5 separate regions of the Sus scrofa genome follow, and all the other regions are linked to region 3. The links are chromatin contacts, called in public HiChIP or PLAC-seq maps. All regions are on one chromosome and are shown on one strand. The core of a region is the stretch at or near the end of the contact, and the rest is flanking DNA. Distances in the headings are between cores, read along the strand shown.

Region 1 (2,700 bases), core at 37-2,536, 330 kb after region 3:
GGGGTAGAGGTGGGGGCGCAGCCAGAGGGCGGGGAGCAGCTTCAATCCCAGAGAGGAAGCAATCCAGTTTGGGAGGGTCCAGATCTGGAGATGGGAAGAGAATGAGGAGCCAGCCGAGGGCCACAGCCCCCCACCCCAATTCCTGCCCAGGAACTGCTCCCACCGCTCATGCTCACCCGGGTAGCGATAGCTCTCTGCCAGGGCAGGCGGGAAGCTGGAATCTGCCCCGGGCTGGGGGGGCCCAAGGCGGTAGCTGGGCCCCAGGGAGGGGTACAGCTCCCGTGGATGGTACATGGAGTAGTCCTGTCTGGCCTCAGGTCACGCTGCCTAGAGTGCCCCGGTGCTGAGAGATGCCCGCTTTATAGCTCACAGCTCAGCCCCTTCCAAACCCAGGATCACAGCCCCTCCCCTCTTTGGGGCCCTGGAGTTGGGCTGGGGTGGAGACCCCTGGGGCCTGGAAGGGGTCCAAGAGGGGGCCGGATACCTGGGTATCCTCCCTTTCTCCCCTCCCCACCCCCCTAGGCTTCATTAGCCCCGACCCCCTGCCCCCTCATTACATAATTAACTCCTCGGCCTGATTGATCCCCGGGGCTCGACAGGGACGCAGTTTGGCGCTTCCGGCCAGCTGGTCCCCGTTCCCACGGGGGGAGCCCCGGCTAGGGATAAGCTACTGAGAGGCGGGGCCTGGGCCCAGGGATGGAGCTCGGAGTCCTGGCACAGACCTTGGCGCCCCAGACTTTTTTGGCAGGTGACCCCTCCACCCTTCACCTGGAGGGTGAGATGTGGAGGAACGAAGCATGACTGGAGGGAAGGAGCAGGGCTGGAGGGACGCGGCCTGAGCTCACTGGGGAATTCGAGGAGTCCGCAGCTGAGGCCTGAACCCTGGCGTCCTTCTTGGTTCCCATTCCGAAAACCCTCCACCCTCGGCCGAGTCTCAGAAGTTTAAGAGACGCCCGCAGCTCGACGGTCTCTTGACGGCTAGCACCTGGGTTTCCCAGAAGGTCCCGCGCTGGGGAGTCCACGGAACTACACTTCCCAGCAGGCCTAGCGCCTGGGTTCCGCGCGAAGGAGACAGGCAGATGCCGCTGTGGCCGCTGGAAGTTGTAGTTGAGACGAGGAGGGCGGTGAAACCGGCGGCGCCGTTGCCTCCCGGGAGAGCAGCCCCTAGGCGGCGTCTGAACTCTTAGGCTGAGAAGATGCAGATCAGCTGAGGTCAATGCCTCACGAGCTAGAGTGGGCTCGGGGAATCTCCACCGGCAGTGAGGTCCTTCCTGGGTGCCAAGATAGCTGAGCCCCAGGTGCAAAGGTTCTCAGCTTTGACCGCCGTGCCTACCCCACCCGGGATCCAGAAGGAAATGGGTCTGTAGAGACAGGAGTCTGCATTTGAGTCCCCCCTTCCCGGATTCCACGTGAGCCTGGGCTGTCTCCACTTCATTGTTTTATTATGTACAAACGCTACAGAACAAGGGGAGCAGACACGCGTGGGGTAAGAGGGGCCCGGTGGGAGGAGAAGTTCACAGGGCAGATGGCGCACTGGGGCCAAGAGAGCAGCACACAGGCCATGTCTATAGGGCAGGCAGGGCAGGAAGGGGTTAAAAACGAGATCCAAGCCAGCCAGATCGCAGGGAGGTGCGGGGGTGTCGTCCACCTTGTCCACCTTCTGATCTCCCACCAAGGTCACAGTGCATGCAATAAAATATATGTACAGGATCCTTCCTCGGCAGGGGCCCTGAGGTCCAGAGCTCCCTTCGGATGGAGGCAAGCCCGTGGCGCCCCCTGGCGGCCAGGCCGGGCTGGAGCCACAGGCGTCAGGAGCCAGGGTCAGTCCCAGCCATTGTCTTTGATCATGTGGTTGAGTTCAATGATGTACTTCCCCTCTTTGTACTTCTGGCTGCTCTCGAAGGCCTGTTCCTGAAAGGAGGGGAGAGGCTGTCATGCTTGGAGCTAGGGCCTACCAAAAGGAGCAGGGGTTGGGGAATGGATATGATTTGGCCCTGTTTAACGTAGGAGGAAACTGTGACCCAGAGAAGCCCAACCACCTGCCCATAGACACAGAACTGGTAAAGGGCAGGGCTGGGCTTCCCACTGACAGCGGACAGACAGAACTCTCTGAATCACAGCTACTTTTTAATTACTAATGTTGGCTCCAACAGAAAGGATATGGAAGTTTCCAAAAGATCCAGGGATTACAAACTGGTAGCTTGAGGGCCATTTGGGGCCTATACCTATGTTTGGTTTGGCCAACAGAGAGTTTAATATAAAGAACTTTAGAATACTAAAATATGGGGCAGGCTGTGCTCGCTCCAGTTTGCCAGACTGCCCCCCTCCTCTCCAGATCTATGCTGCCCTTTTTTGCAGATCAATAGTATCTGCTTGGCCCTGCAAGCAGCTGAGTTTCTGATGTCTGGATGAGGCCATCTCTTTATTTTACAGAGGTTCAGAGGCCAAACCAGAGCACATTTGTGGCAGGGCCAGGGGTGAACTCAGGTCAGGGTTCTGTCTCTGCCTGGAGCATCTGTCTCACAGAGGCCCCACTCTTGTCCTTTGCGGTTTTCCAGCAGCATCTTCTTTTGCTGCATCTAATCTGATCCCCCTAACAATCTTGGGTGCCAGGTGGTGGCTTGATCCTCCACTGCCAGATAAGGAAATGAGACTCAGGGTAGTGAAATCAAACCCCGAACGGCAGCAGGGGGCAATGAG
Region 2 (2,700 bases), core at 33-2,532, 280 kb after region 3:
GCATGCCACAGACACCTGCCTGGTGTGGGGCACACCACTGAACTGGGGCTGCTGAACAGGCATCTGTGTAGTGAAACCCAGGAGACCCTGAAGTGTCCTTGGGCTTGGGGGAGGCGTGACTCATGTGGGACAGACAGGCCTGCCTGCCAATCAGAGGGGAGCTAACTCAGCCACTGAGCCATAGGAATGAAAGTGGCTGTTGAGAGAAGTGGCAAGGGAAAAGCAGAAACTAGAAAGAGGAAATGGGATGGCCCTTAGGGAAGAGAGGGGAGCCTGTGAAGGCTCTGTGCATGACCAAGGGACCTGCCCTGAGATGGGCCGGGGACTTCCTCTGACAACCCCCTGCTGGCCATTCACCCCAGCGATACCTTTTCCTGCAGCGCCTGATACAACCTGTGGGAAGAGGCGGGAGGACCTGGAGTCGGGGAGCTGTGCCTTCCTTGGGCTAGAACATGGGAATGGCAGGCAGGCGGCACTGCTGCCACCTAGTGGAAATGCCTGTTATTTCGCTGGTTCTAACCCCAAGGTTGTCCTTCAGCTGAGCCCTAAGACTGGGTTTGGGGGATGGGGTAGACCCCTGCCCCTGCATTTGGGGACACAAGGCAAGAGGGAACCTCAGGGAAGAAAAGACACACCCTTGGGAGATGTGTGTGGCCCACATCACTGCCCCTCTGTGCCTTGGTCCCCTTTTCTGTAAGATGAGGTCAGTAGTACCTACCTCACGGGATTTTACGACGTTTAAATGAATCAGTCCATGTAAAGTACTTGGCATAGTAGCACATGCTCAAGAAATGCTACCTGTGGTCAATCCAAGGGGTAACCGGAAATGTTTAGCCCTGTTCCCTAGCCCCGACTACCACCATCAAATCTACAGGGCCTGCTAGACAAATATAGATTTCCTGGCTTTCATCACGAATGCCCCACTGAGTTCCTATTTGTAAATCCTGGGGCTCCTACTGTTCTATCATCAGCATCAACCCAAAGGCTCTGTGGGTCCCAACCTCTCTTCTCCTCTGATTCCGGGGCTTGGGGGGGAGGGTCCCAGATCCCAGCACTTTCTCTCTCCCCTCACCCCAGGCTGTGTGATCAGAATGGCTCTGGGCTGTGACATCACAGAGCCCTCAGCCATCACAGGAGTGGAGGGGTGATGAGGCCATGGCAGTGGGTGTGGGTGTGGATGTGGCTGGTTGGGCTGGGGACCGTAGCACCAGGTGGGATGGTGCCCTGGGAACAGTGGGCAGGAGGAAGGCTAAGGTGGGGGGGAGGGGGTCAGGGCCCCTGAGAGGCTGGGAGGCCAGGCCCGGCCTTTGTTCGCCACGCTTCTCTCCCATCCTCCCTGCCCAGTGTGGGCCTCCTCCAGGAGAGCTTAGCTGACCCTCAAGAAGTTCCTAGAATAAAATCAAGCCCCTCCACAGCTGCACTAAGGCCATGTGACCTGACAGGGCCCTGGGTCTGCCTCAGCCTCTTGGGTGGGGGACAGGGGTCCACTTGGCTCTTTCATAGACTTTGCTCTGGGTCCCCAGCGCCCAGCCCGGAAAAGGTCAAGGCCTTGGCCCAGAGAGCAGAGTCTCCGTTCTTCCTAGACAGACCTGATTTCTTTGATTACCCAGACTCGGACCAAGCCAGGCTCCTGGCCGTGGCCCAGTTCATTGGCGAGAGACCTGTCATCTTTGTTAACTCAGGTATGAACCAGCTTAAGAAGGGGCTGCCCTCCTCGCCAGGGCCTGGAGGACCGCTGCCTTTGGCCTTTCCATCGGAGGTCAGTCCGGGGGCCCCTGTCTCCCCCTGTCTAGCAGGTTCTGACTCCAGTTTCTTCCATCATATTCTGGTGGGTGCTCTGGTGGCGGCCTTCTTCTTCCTGCTTTTCCAGTTCTGCACACACATGTAAGGCCTGCCCCCTCCCACCACCTCTGCCTTCCTTGGGAAGAGGCCAGAGGACCCAAAATCCCAGGGTTTGGGGGTGGGGGGCTGCGTGACCTCCCATCTCTGATCTCCACACCCCATAGGAGCTGCCACAAAGGGGCCTAAAAAGCTGGACGAGGGCCCCGGACTCTGCCCTGAGTGCCCTCACTGGCCCTCCTCTCCTGCAGATGAATAAAAGTCCTTGCTTCTTTCTGCCTGACTGCTCAGTGACCAGCCAGGGGGTCCTGCCCGGTCCTGTGGTCATCAGGCTTTCTATCCCCAGGCACCCCTCCCTTTCCAGCCCAAAGAACTGGGTGACCAGGGCCTTGGTGGCGTTCACGCGGATCGACTTTATTAGCGGTCTGTAAAGCACCTCTCAGGGTCCCCCGACCCCAGAATGGAGGAAGCCTAGAGAGGTCTGTAGCACCAGGGACATGCCAGGGCCCGAGGGCAAGATGTGCAGCCTAAACCGGGGAAGGGACCAGGCACCCCTCCCGCCTGCCCGCAGGGTTGCTCAGCACTGGGAAGGCTGGGGGGGCGGTAGCAGCCACCTCCCTCCCCCACCCCGACAAATGAGTTTGAATTTGGATGAATAAATAAAATAAATAAGATTCCTCAGGCTGGCCTCCCCTGGAGAGGAGCTGTGGGGACAGCCACAGGCTTTAGATAGGGTGTCCCCCCACACCTCCTAGATGACAGGGAGCTGAGAGGAGTTTGCAGCAGGGGGGCTGGGATGGCCTTGGCAGCAGGGCCTCCCCCATGATTCTTTGAGTCCTGGTCCCTCAGTCTCCCCAGCCT
Region 3 (2,700 bases), core at 53-2,552:
TAGATGGAGCTGAGGTGAGGGACTTGGGGGTTGGGATTCCCGTAGGAAATGGCGGATGCAGAGAGATGAGTCGCTTATAGGATTTTGGGGCTCTGGTTATAGCCGCCTGGGCTTGTAGCGTTGCGGTTTCTTGCGGGCTGAGATGACAATTAGAGACGGAGTGAAGGTCAAGAGTACTTGATCAGGGCACGGATCTGTAGTGGGCTCGGAGAATGGGGCCCAAGAGTCGACTCAGGCAGAGCAGCCTGGCGCTCTTATTGTCTAGGGGTTGTACCAAAGCCCCTAGCCCCCGCCCTCTGTCTGCGCTGTCCCCAGCTGTCACCCCCCTCCCGCGCTAGTCTCCGATTGTCACCGATATCTCCGGCCCGGCACCGCCTGCTGGCAGCACGCCTTCTCTTTGGAAGCTGCCATTGGGTGAGACAGCCGTCTATCTTCCTCCCCTGTTGCTAAAGTGAGAGGACGCATTCATTGGCTGATGTAGCGAATTAATCGCAACTGTGGCCCGCCCCTTCCAGCTGTCATTCCTTCCTGACCTTCTTGGGAGACCTAAAGAATATCTCAGCTCCTACTGACTGCGGATGCCGTCTGGCGCCGCCTAAATAGATATCGCTGTCTGTCAAGTTGACCTCCGCCTGCTTCTTTTCATTGGCTCCCTTTTTAACCATTCCTATTAGCCAGGCCCGCCTCTTTTTGCACAGCACCCGCCTCCTCCCCCAGTCATTCACTCTCCAGAGGCTTTAATTGGCCAAGAGGTTCGGCTTCCCGCTTTCTTATTAGTTACTCCCTTCATCCTGCCTCCCGCTGCCTTCACTCGTCCTCTCATTGGTTTTATAGCCCTCTGCCTTCTCCATTTCCTCTTCCCAAATTACCCACCCCCTTCCCACCTCCAGCCCCACCCACCCTCCAACGATTGGCAGAAACCCAGTTCCCTCTCTCCTATTATTCGTCCAAGCGCTTTGACTAAGGCGGTAGAGAAAAGGAGCGCGATGGGACCGCCCGCGCGCAGGCGTGGAACGTCGAAACGCTGGCCGCTTGGCCGGCACCCGGGCGTGTGCGCAGGCGCGAGGTCGGCCGCTTGCCCGAAGCGGGAGGGGGGGCGGCAGCGAGAGAGCGAGAGGGCTGAGAGAGCGCGAGTGAGACCCCGCCGCCTGGCGCCCCCGGACCCCTGCCCCGCCTCCGTGCGCTGGGCTGCCGCCCGCGCGCTGCCCCCGACCCCGGAGCGCGCCGGGCCGCGCCCTTCGCCCTCTCCCCTTCCTTGGCGGGCGGCGCGGAGCGGCCTGAGGGGCGGCGCCTTTTGCGGCCGCCCCGGCGGGGGGATGTGAGGGGCGGCCTGCGGTCATGGAGACGGGCCCGGCGCCCCTGGTGGCCCCACCGCGCCGTCATGGCGCCCCCGCGGCCCCCTCGCCGCCGCCCCGCGGCTCCCGGGCCGGGCCCTTCGTGGTGGTAGCTCCGGGCCGCCGGTGACTACGGCCACTTCGGCCCCGGTCAACTTGGTGGCCCCGGGGGAGGCGCAGCCCGCATGGGTACCGGATCCGACCCAGACCTCAGACTCGGCTCCGGCCTCGGCTCCCGCTCCCGCCCCCGCTCCGACGGTCGCAGGCAGCACGGCGGTGGTGCCGACTCTGGAGGCCTCACCCGACGCCCCGAGGGCGCAGGTCTCCGGCCCAGAGCCCTTGGAGCCCGAGGCTGTGGCAGGAGCCGAGATGTCCACGGCTCTGGCCCCAGGGGCAGACTCTCCGAAGACGGAGGAGGCTAGAACCTCACCCGATCCTGGACCAGGTACCCCCACCGGGACCCTCACCAGGACCCCTTCAAGAACGGCTCCTGGGGCCCTGACCGCCAAACCCCCGCTTGCCCCCAAGCCGGGAACCACAGTGGCCTCAGGAGTGACTGCACGGGTGGCAGCAGTGACACCAGGACAGGTGACAAGTAGACATGGAGCTGCAGCAGCAACATCAGCATCAACGGGACAGGCTCCAGAGGACCCCTCGGGGCCTGGCACAGGCCCTCCAGGGACATGTGAGGCTCAGGTAGCTGTCGTGATGGTGACCCCAGCTCCAGAGCCTACTGAAAACTCTCAGGATCTAGGCTCCACGTCCAGCCTGGGACCTGGCATCTCTGGGCCTCGAGGGCAGGCCCCAGACACGCTGAGCTACTTGGACTCTGTGAGCCTCATGTCTGGGACCTTGGAGTCCTTGGCGGATGATGTGAGCTCCATGGGCTCAGACTCGGAGATAAATGGGCTGGCCTTGCGCAAGACGGACAAATACGGCTTCCTTGGGGGCAGCCAGTATTCAGGCAGTCTGTGAGTACCCGGTGGGACCGCCTCAGGGAAGCAGAGGTTTTTGGAGGTGGAGGTGGAGGTGGTGGGGGTGGAGGGACTCGGATGATACACCTTGCCTACTCTCTGGCAGCCCCATCCTCCTCTGAGGCTCCAGGGGGTGATCAGTGGGAATGAGATGCTTAGCAATCCCTATCTTGCCTAGAGCGTCCTGCGGTTTCTGTGGCTCCAGCCTGTTAGTTTCAGACCAGGTGTTAGGAGTTCTAGGGTTGAGCCCAAGCCTTGCCTTTGGTTTGTTGTGTGCCATCGAGTTAGGACCGTCCCCCATTTCCCTGCCTCTCTTTCCTCTTTTGTGAAGTGAAAGGTTGAGTGAGACCATAGCTCAGGTTGGCCCAGCTCCTTGATGGAAACTCCAGCTA
Region 4 (2,700 bases), core at 144-2,643, 480 kb after region 3:
GTGGCAGCCGTGGTCTTGGGGGAAGACCAAGAAACCCCCATCTTCTCCCTAAAGATGGGAAATCCAGGGTGGGGCTGAGGGTGGGGCTATGCTGGAAGGGAGAGCGGTAGCCTGGCCCCTGACCGCTGTCTACAGAACAGAAGCACCAGGACAATTCTGGGACCTGGCTGAGCCCTGATCCTGATCTCACAGAACCCCAACTTGGCCACAAGCTGAGCCCTGACCCTGGTCATTGGCTCTTATCCCAGTCCAAGCCGGAGCCCTGACCTGAGTCACAGGCTCAATTGAAACCTTGGCCACAGGAGTTCCTGTGGTGGCTCAAGTGGGAACGAACCCAACTAGTAGCCTTGAGGATGCGGGTTCCATCCCTGGCCTCATTCAGTGGGTTGAGGATCCGGCATTGCCGTGAGCTGCAGTGTAGGTCTCAGACGCAGCTCAGATCTGACATTGCTGCGGCTGTGGTGTAGGCCGGCAGCTGTAGCTCCAATTTGACCCCTAGCCTGGGAACTTCCATGTGTCGCGGGTGCGGCCCTAACAAGACACACACACACACACACACACACACAAACGAAAAAAGAAAAAGAAAGCTTGGCCGCAGACTGAGGTCTGTGCTCTGTCTGAACAGAGCCTAACCACTGATAGCTCTGACCCCAAATATAAGCAGAGCCAGGATGTTGGCTCAGACAAACCTCTGAGGAGTCCAGCCCTCGACCAAGTCCTGATCCTAGTTATAGACTGAGCAGTAATCCTGGATCTGACTCTGGCTGAAGGCTGAGCATGACCCTGAATGCACCTGTTCTCATCCCTGACCCTGGCTGCTATAGATCAAACCCTGTCTCTGTCCGGACCCAGACAAAGCCCCCCTCCCAGCCACCCACCAAGCCCTGACTTCCCTGGCATTCCCTCCCTCAGCCATCTGGTAAACCATAAAAGAGTAAGGATGACTCAAAACCCCCAGTCCCTTCGGATGGGCAATCCCCTTACCTGGCCATCCATCTTTTGCAGGACAGTGAGCTGGTGATGGCGCTAGGATGACAATGACAAAGCAGAGAAACGGGAGGGGGTTCGAGTCTCTGGGACCTACCAGCACGCAGTGTGGGGTGGCACACCCGAGAGTGGGGAAGTGAGGGGAGGGCTGGGCCTGGGAGCCCAGCGGGGGTCAGAAGCTGGGATGGATCGAAACCCCAGCTTCCCGCCTCCCCCACTGCACCTCCCACCCTCTCTGGGAAGGGAAATTACATTTCCCCATTTTAGCGAGGGGTGGCGAGGAGGGAAGACTGAGTGAACACAAAGCCGAAAGTACAAGCAGCACGGAAAGTGAAACTGGGCGCAGCCCCCAGTATAAGATTCCCCCTGCCCGGGAGATGGCTGGCCAAAGAGGCTGGGCCCCGCCATGGGCCAGATGGCAGACGACCTTGGCTGGCGTGAGTTGGAGGCTAGGGCTGGGGGTAGAGGGATGGGGGACTTGGCGGAGCCTGGGCAGAGGGTGGGTGACTTTGACTTCTGTGGCTCAGGGCCAAGGGCTGAAAGATACGGGACCCAGCTGACGGGAGAATGGGATAGAGTCAGACATAAATGGGGAAGAGGGGCTGGGGCAGGGGGGTAATTGCTAGGCCAGGGCTGGGGAGAGGATAAGGTGGGGTGGCTGGCATGCATGGGGGGTCAGGGGCAGAAGGCTGGAGGTTTGGTGAGGGCTGGGCTGAGAATGGGAAGACTGGATGGGTGTGAATGGGGAGAGCTGGGGCAGGTGCTGTGACCAGGGTGGGGACCAGGCAGATAAATGAGGAGTTTCCTTGGAGTGAATGAGCAGGGGCCAGTCCACTTGGCTGAAGACAGGGCGGCCAGAGGAAGAACAGCAGGGCAGGCGGAGCTGGCCCGAGGGGGTGACATTGGGGGCAAGGAGTCAGGAGCTTAACTGGGGCAAGAGTCTGGAGTTTGGAGCTTCGAAGGAGGTCCAGTCTGGGGTTGGTGACTGAAGGGCTCAGAGGCTGGAACCAGAGCTATGGGCGGAGGAGCGGATGGCAGGGGGCTGAGTAGGGACCGAGGGCTGGAGGGTGGAGATGGAACCTTCCAAGTCCAGAGCGCAAGACCCAGGCTTGCCTGCAGAGGTGGAAAGAGAAGCCAAGAGAAGGGTCCGGGGGCTCCACAGCCCAGGCAGGAAGCAGGGAAATGGTACAGCTCGGTTCGAGGTGGGAACACCGTCCCCCAGGGTAGGGGGCAGGGTGGGGAGGGGGAGGGCAGTACCCACCCATACAGCTAGGGAGAACCCCACACTGCTTTCGGTCTCCAGGGTGCCAGAGTGGTCCCAAGTCAGGGAACCCGAATGCTAGCCGTGGCACACACGGCCCACCACGTCTGGTAGCCCATGGAGCGGGGCGGGGAGCTGGAAGCATCCAGAAGCTCCCCGTAGTGTCTATGGAGGGGTCATTTCCAGCAGAGCCCGGGGCGAGAGATCAAGAAGCCATAGGGTTAGAGGCATGGAGAGGAGGGTGAGCAGGAATAGACTTGAACTTCGGGGCTGGTTTTGGTTTGTGTTTCATGGAGAATTGCATAACCCCCCGTGATTGCTAGATTTCCTCTCCCTGAAAGAGAAACACGGCCCTCTTCCCAGAGCCACACTGCCTCTCTTCCCTCTTTCCAGGAAAGACAGGGCAGGAAGCGCTTTCAGGAATCAGCTAATCTGACTCCCCCATTTTACAG
Region 5 (2,700 bases), core at 190-2,689, 350 kb after region 3:
CGTCTGGCCAAGGTGAAGGATACACATCCCTCATGGCTTCCAGGGTGGGTGCCCGCAGAATGTCTCGGATGCCAATGACGTTCTCGTGGCGGAAGCGTAGCAAGATCTGGATCTCTCGCAAGGTCCGCTGGCAGTAGGTCTGATGCTCAAAAGGGCTGATTTTCTTGATGGCCACTCGAGTCTTGCGCACATGGTCGTAAGCTGAGCTGAGAGGGCCGGAGAGATGTTGGTGGTGTGGCCTTACCAAGCGGGGGGAGTCCAGGCCCGGCGGCGGGCCCCACCCAGGCCTTGGCAGGGAGGGGAGGGAGCAGGAGAGACTGGCCAGAGCCAGTCATAAACAATGCTGGTTCCTTCCTGCTGTGAAGGCCTGGGATCTCCAGGGAGAAAGCTGGGGACCAGCCAGGCAGCCCTTCAGTGACTTCACAAACAGAGGAAGGGACTGACCGATCGCTGACTTCCCTTCTCCTCAACCCTTTCCATTCTAGTGGCCCTCACCCCTCATCCTCCCCTTCCCCGGATGGGCTCCCTCTACCCAAGACAGGGCCAGGGGCGGGAGGTGTGAGGGACATACAGGGAGGCGAATCCAGGAAGAAGGAGGGATGGGAGAGAAGGGATGCAGCAGGGGCGGGTGTCAGGGGGAGGTTCCCGGGCAGCAGAGCTAATCCCTGATGAACAAAGGCCCAGGGCCCCCAGTGGGGCTGGGAGAACTCACAGAGCCCTCCTGAAAGTTGCAAGAAGGCACTCCGGGACCCCCTCATTGCTCACTGGGTCCCTGGCCCCAGGCCCAAAGCCCTGCCCCACCCTGTCCAGCCCTGAGCTCTGCTCTTCTCTCCCAAACTCCTAGATTCGACTCCCGGGGGGCAGATCCCAGGCGCCCTTTCCCTGGGAAGGGTCCTTCCTGCCGTTTTCACCAAGGATATGACCTCCCCCAGAAGACTTATTCTCTTCTCTTCGCCCTGTGGCTATAGACTGCCCAAGGTCCCCACAGCTCCCCCACCTAGAGGCCCTTCCCTTCATTAGAGAAGGTTCCCCTCAAAACCCCCCAAGCCCCCCTCTTCTTAGATCGTAGGCAGCGCCCCCTCCCCCAGAAAGCACTCCAAGGCCCTCTCCCTGGGGCGCTCTCCAGCCTCCCGAAGCCCCTGCGGCTTCACGATGCTCAGAGACCCCAAGGCCTTAGAGAGCTCTCAGCACCCCTCCCTGGGATCGCCCTCCTCTAAGACGCCCCCTCCCCTGGAACGCCCCTCACCTGACCATGCCGTACGCGCCCTCGCCGATGTATTGCAGCTGCGTGTAGCGCGGGCCCACGTCGAACGGCTGCCCCTTTACTATCTCCACTTCCCCCGGGACCCCAGGGCCGACCCCATCGGCTCCCCGGGGCTCCCCGCCCCCGCCCCCCTGAGCCGCCGCCGCCGCCGCCATCTCCACTCCTCCCCTCCCGCCCGCCCGCCTCCCCCCCCGGCGGCCCCGCCCCTTCCCGCCCGCCCTGTCACCCGCGGAGCCGCGCGCGCGCCAGACCCCGCCCCCGCCCGCCCCCGCGCCCGTCACGTGACCCCCACCCCCCCGCAGCGGCGCCCAGCTTTCTGGGCACGGATGCCATGGTCCCTGGCACTTGTGGGCTCCGTCTACTCGGTCAATCTAGAAGCTCCCCAGGGCCGTCTGAGACGGTCCAGAACCCCACTCCCCCCCTCCAATGCAGAACAGCCAGTAGGGCCGCCCCAGTGACCTCACCCAGAGCCACCAAACAAGGGCTGGGATGAGGGGCCAAGACTGGGCCGCCTGGTCCCCGCTGCTTTTGCCAGCCCCACTCAGCCCGGCTGAGTGGTCCGGCTCCAGATGGAACCTTAGGGGACCCTCACCAGCCCTCTGGCGTTTGGCCTCCCTGAGCCCGGCCCGATGCTAAGTGATCCCATGCATATTTCACAAAAGCGGTGGGAGATGGCTTTCTCCTAGAGGTAGCCTGCCTTTCACAAATGAGGAAACTGAAGGCTGAGCAGCGCAAGGTCCTTTGGAATCGCGCAGACAACTTGAGATCTGGAAAGCCCAGGTGTCCGGACTCCCAGCCTAATGGCTTTTGACTGGAGGCCTGCCAGAGTGGGCTAGGGACCTGGCCTCAGCACCCAGGCGGTACTGGTATCCCCAGGATCATATCATTGATGATCCCATGCTTCCTTTACAGGGAAAGGGGGGGAGAGTCCAGAGAGCTGCATGCAAGGTTGACACGATCAGGCTTTGCCCAAATATAGCAAGACGGGTAACTTTTTTTCTGTCATTGGATTTGGCAAAAATTGGAATCCTGTTAAGATCATCATATTTTGATTCTGTATGAGACTTGAACATATACTTAATACTTGGCCCACTCTAGTCGCTTCATTAGAACAATCCCACAATATAAACGTCAACTGCTTTTCTTTCTTTTTTTTCTTTTTGCTTTTCAGGGCCACACCCACGGCATATAGAGGTTCCCAGGCTAGGGGTCCAATTGGAGCTACAGCTGCCGGCCTACACCACAGCCACAGACACGCCAGATCTGAGCCGTGTCTGTGACCTACACCACAGCTCAGGGCAACACTGGATCCTTAACCCACTGAGCAAGGCCAGGGATCGAACCCACAACCTCATGGCTCTGGTCAGATTTGTTAACCACTGTGACACGACGGGAACTTCTCATCTGCCTTTCTTAACTGGGTAGGCAGGGGCCAT

Evidence for each region. HiChIP or PLAC-seq counts read pairs in DNA pulled down with a chosen protein or histone mark.
Region 1: an H3K27ac HiChIP or PLAC-seq map of alveolar macrophages shows a contact between it and region 3. The contact joins the promoter of TBX6 here to the promoter of TBC1D10B in region 3. A contact is called at or near these places in 2 of 5 promoter capture datasets (fetal liver and fetal skeletal muscle) and 1 of 2 datasets of contacts at active chromatin or transcription factors (alveolar macrophages).
Region 2: a contact with region 3 is called in an H3K27ac HiChIP or PLAC-seq map of alveolar macrophages. The contact joins the promoter of C3H16orf92 here to the promoter of TBC1D10B in region 3. A contact is called at or near these places in 2 of 5 promoter capture datasets (fetal skeletal muscle and liver) and 1 of 2 datasets of contacts at active chromatin or transcription factors (alveolar macrophages).
Region 4: a contact with region 3 is called in an H3K27ac HiChIP or PLAC-seq map of alveolar macrophages. The contact joins the promoter of IL27 here to the promoter of TBC1D10B in region 3. A contact is called at or near these places in 1 of 5 promoter capture datasets (fetal liver) and 1 of 2 datasets of contacts at active chromatin or transcription factors (alveolar macrophages).
Region 5: a contact with region 3 is called in an H3K27ac HiChIP or PLAC-seq map of alveolar macrophages. The contact joins the promoter of MAPK3 here to the promoter of TBC1D10B in region 3. A contact is called at or near these places in 2 of 5 promoter capture datasets (fetal liver and fetal skeletal muscle) and 1 of 2 datasets of contacts at active chromatin or transcription factors (alveolar macrophages).

The regions. Positions count from the first base shown.
Region 1 is chr3:18,276,578-18,279,277 of Sscrofa11.1, forward strand. It overlaps TBX6 (T-box transcription factor TBX6), which reads right to left and starts at 1,287. Exons shown (of 8, transcript XM_021088015.1): 1 at 769-1,287; 2 at 1-84. The coding sequence starts at 799. It overlaps YPEL3 (protein yippee-like 3), which reads right to left. Exons shown (of 5, transcript XM_021088027.1): 5 at 1,422-1,911. The coding sequence ends at 1,822.
Region 2 is chr3:18,221,641-18,224,340 of Sscrofa11.1, forward strand. C3H16orf92 reads left to right here and starts at 1,283. Exons shown (of 2, transcript XM_021088372.1): 1 at 1,283-1,682; 2 at 1,797-1,888. The coding sequence starts at 1,283. The coding sequence ends at 1,888.
Region 3 is chr3:17,943,609-17,946,308 of Sscrofa11.1, forward strand. It overlaps TBC1D10B (TBC1 domain family member 10B), which reads left to right and starts at 1,303. Exons shown (of 10, transcript NM_001244423.1): 1 at 1,303-1,449; 2 at 1,452-2,305. The coding sequence starts at 1,339.
Region 4 is chr3:18,420,702-18,423,401 of Sscrofa11.1, forward strand. IL27 (interleukin 27) reads left to right here and starts at 1,394. Exons shown (of 5, transcript NM_001007520.1): 1 at 1,394-1,424. The coding sequence starts at 1,394. It overlaps LOC110260087 (a long non-coding RNA gene), which reads right to left and starts at 1,301. Exons shown (of 3, transcript XR_002342911.1): 1 at 985-1,301.
Region 5 is chr3:18,297,971-18,300,670 of Sscrofa11.1, forward strand. MAPK3 (mitogen-activated protein kinase 3) reads right to left here and starts at 1,440. Exons shown (of 9, transcript XM_021088019.1): 1 at 1,247-1,440; 2 at 24-206. The coding sequence starts at 1,419.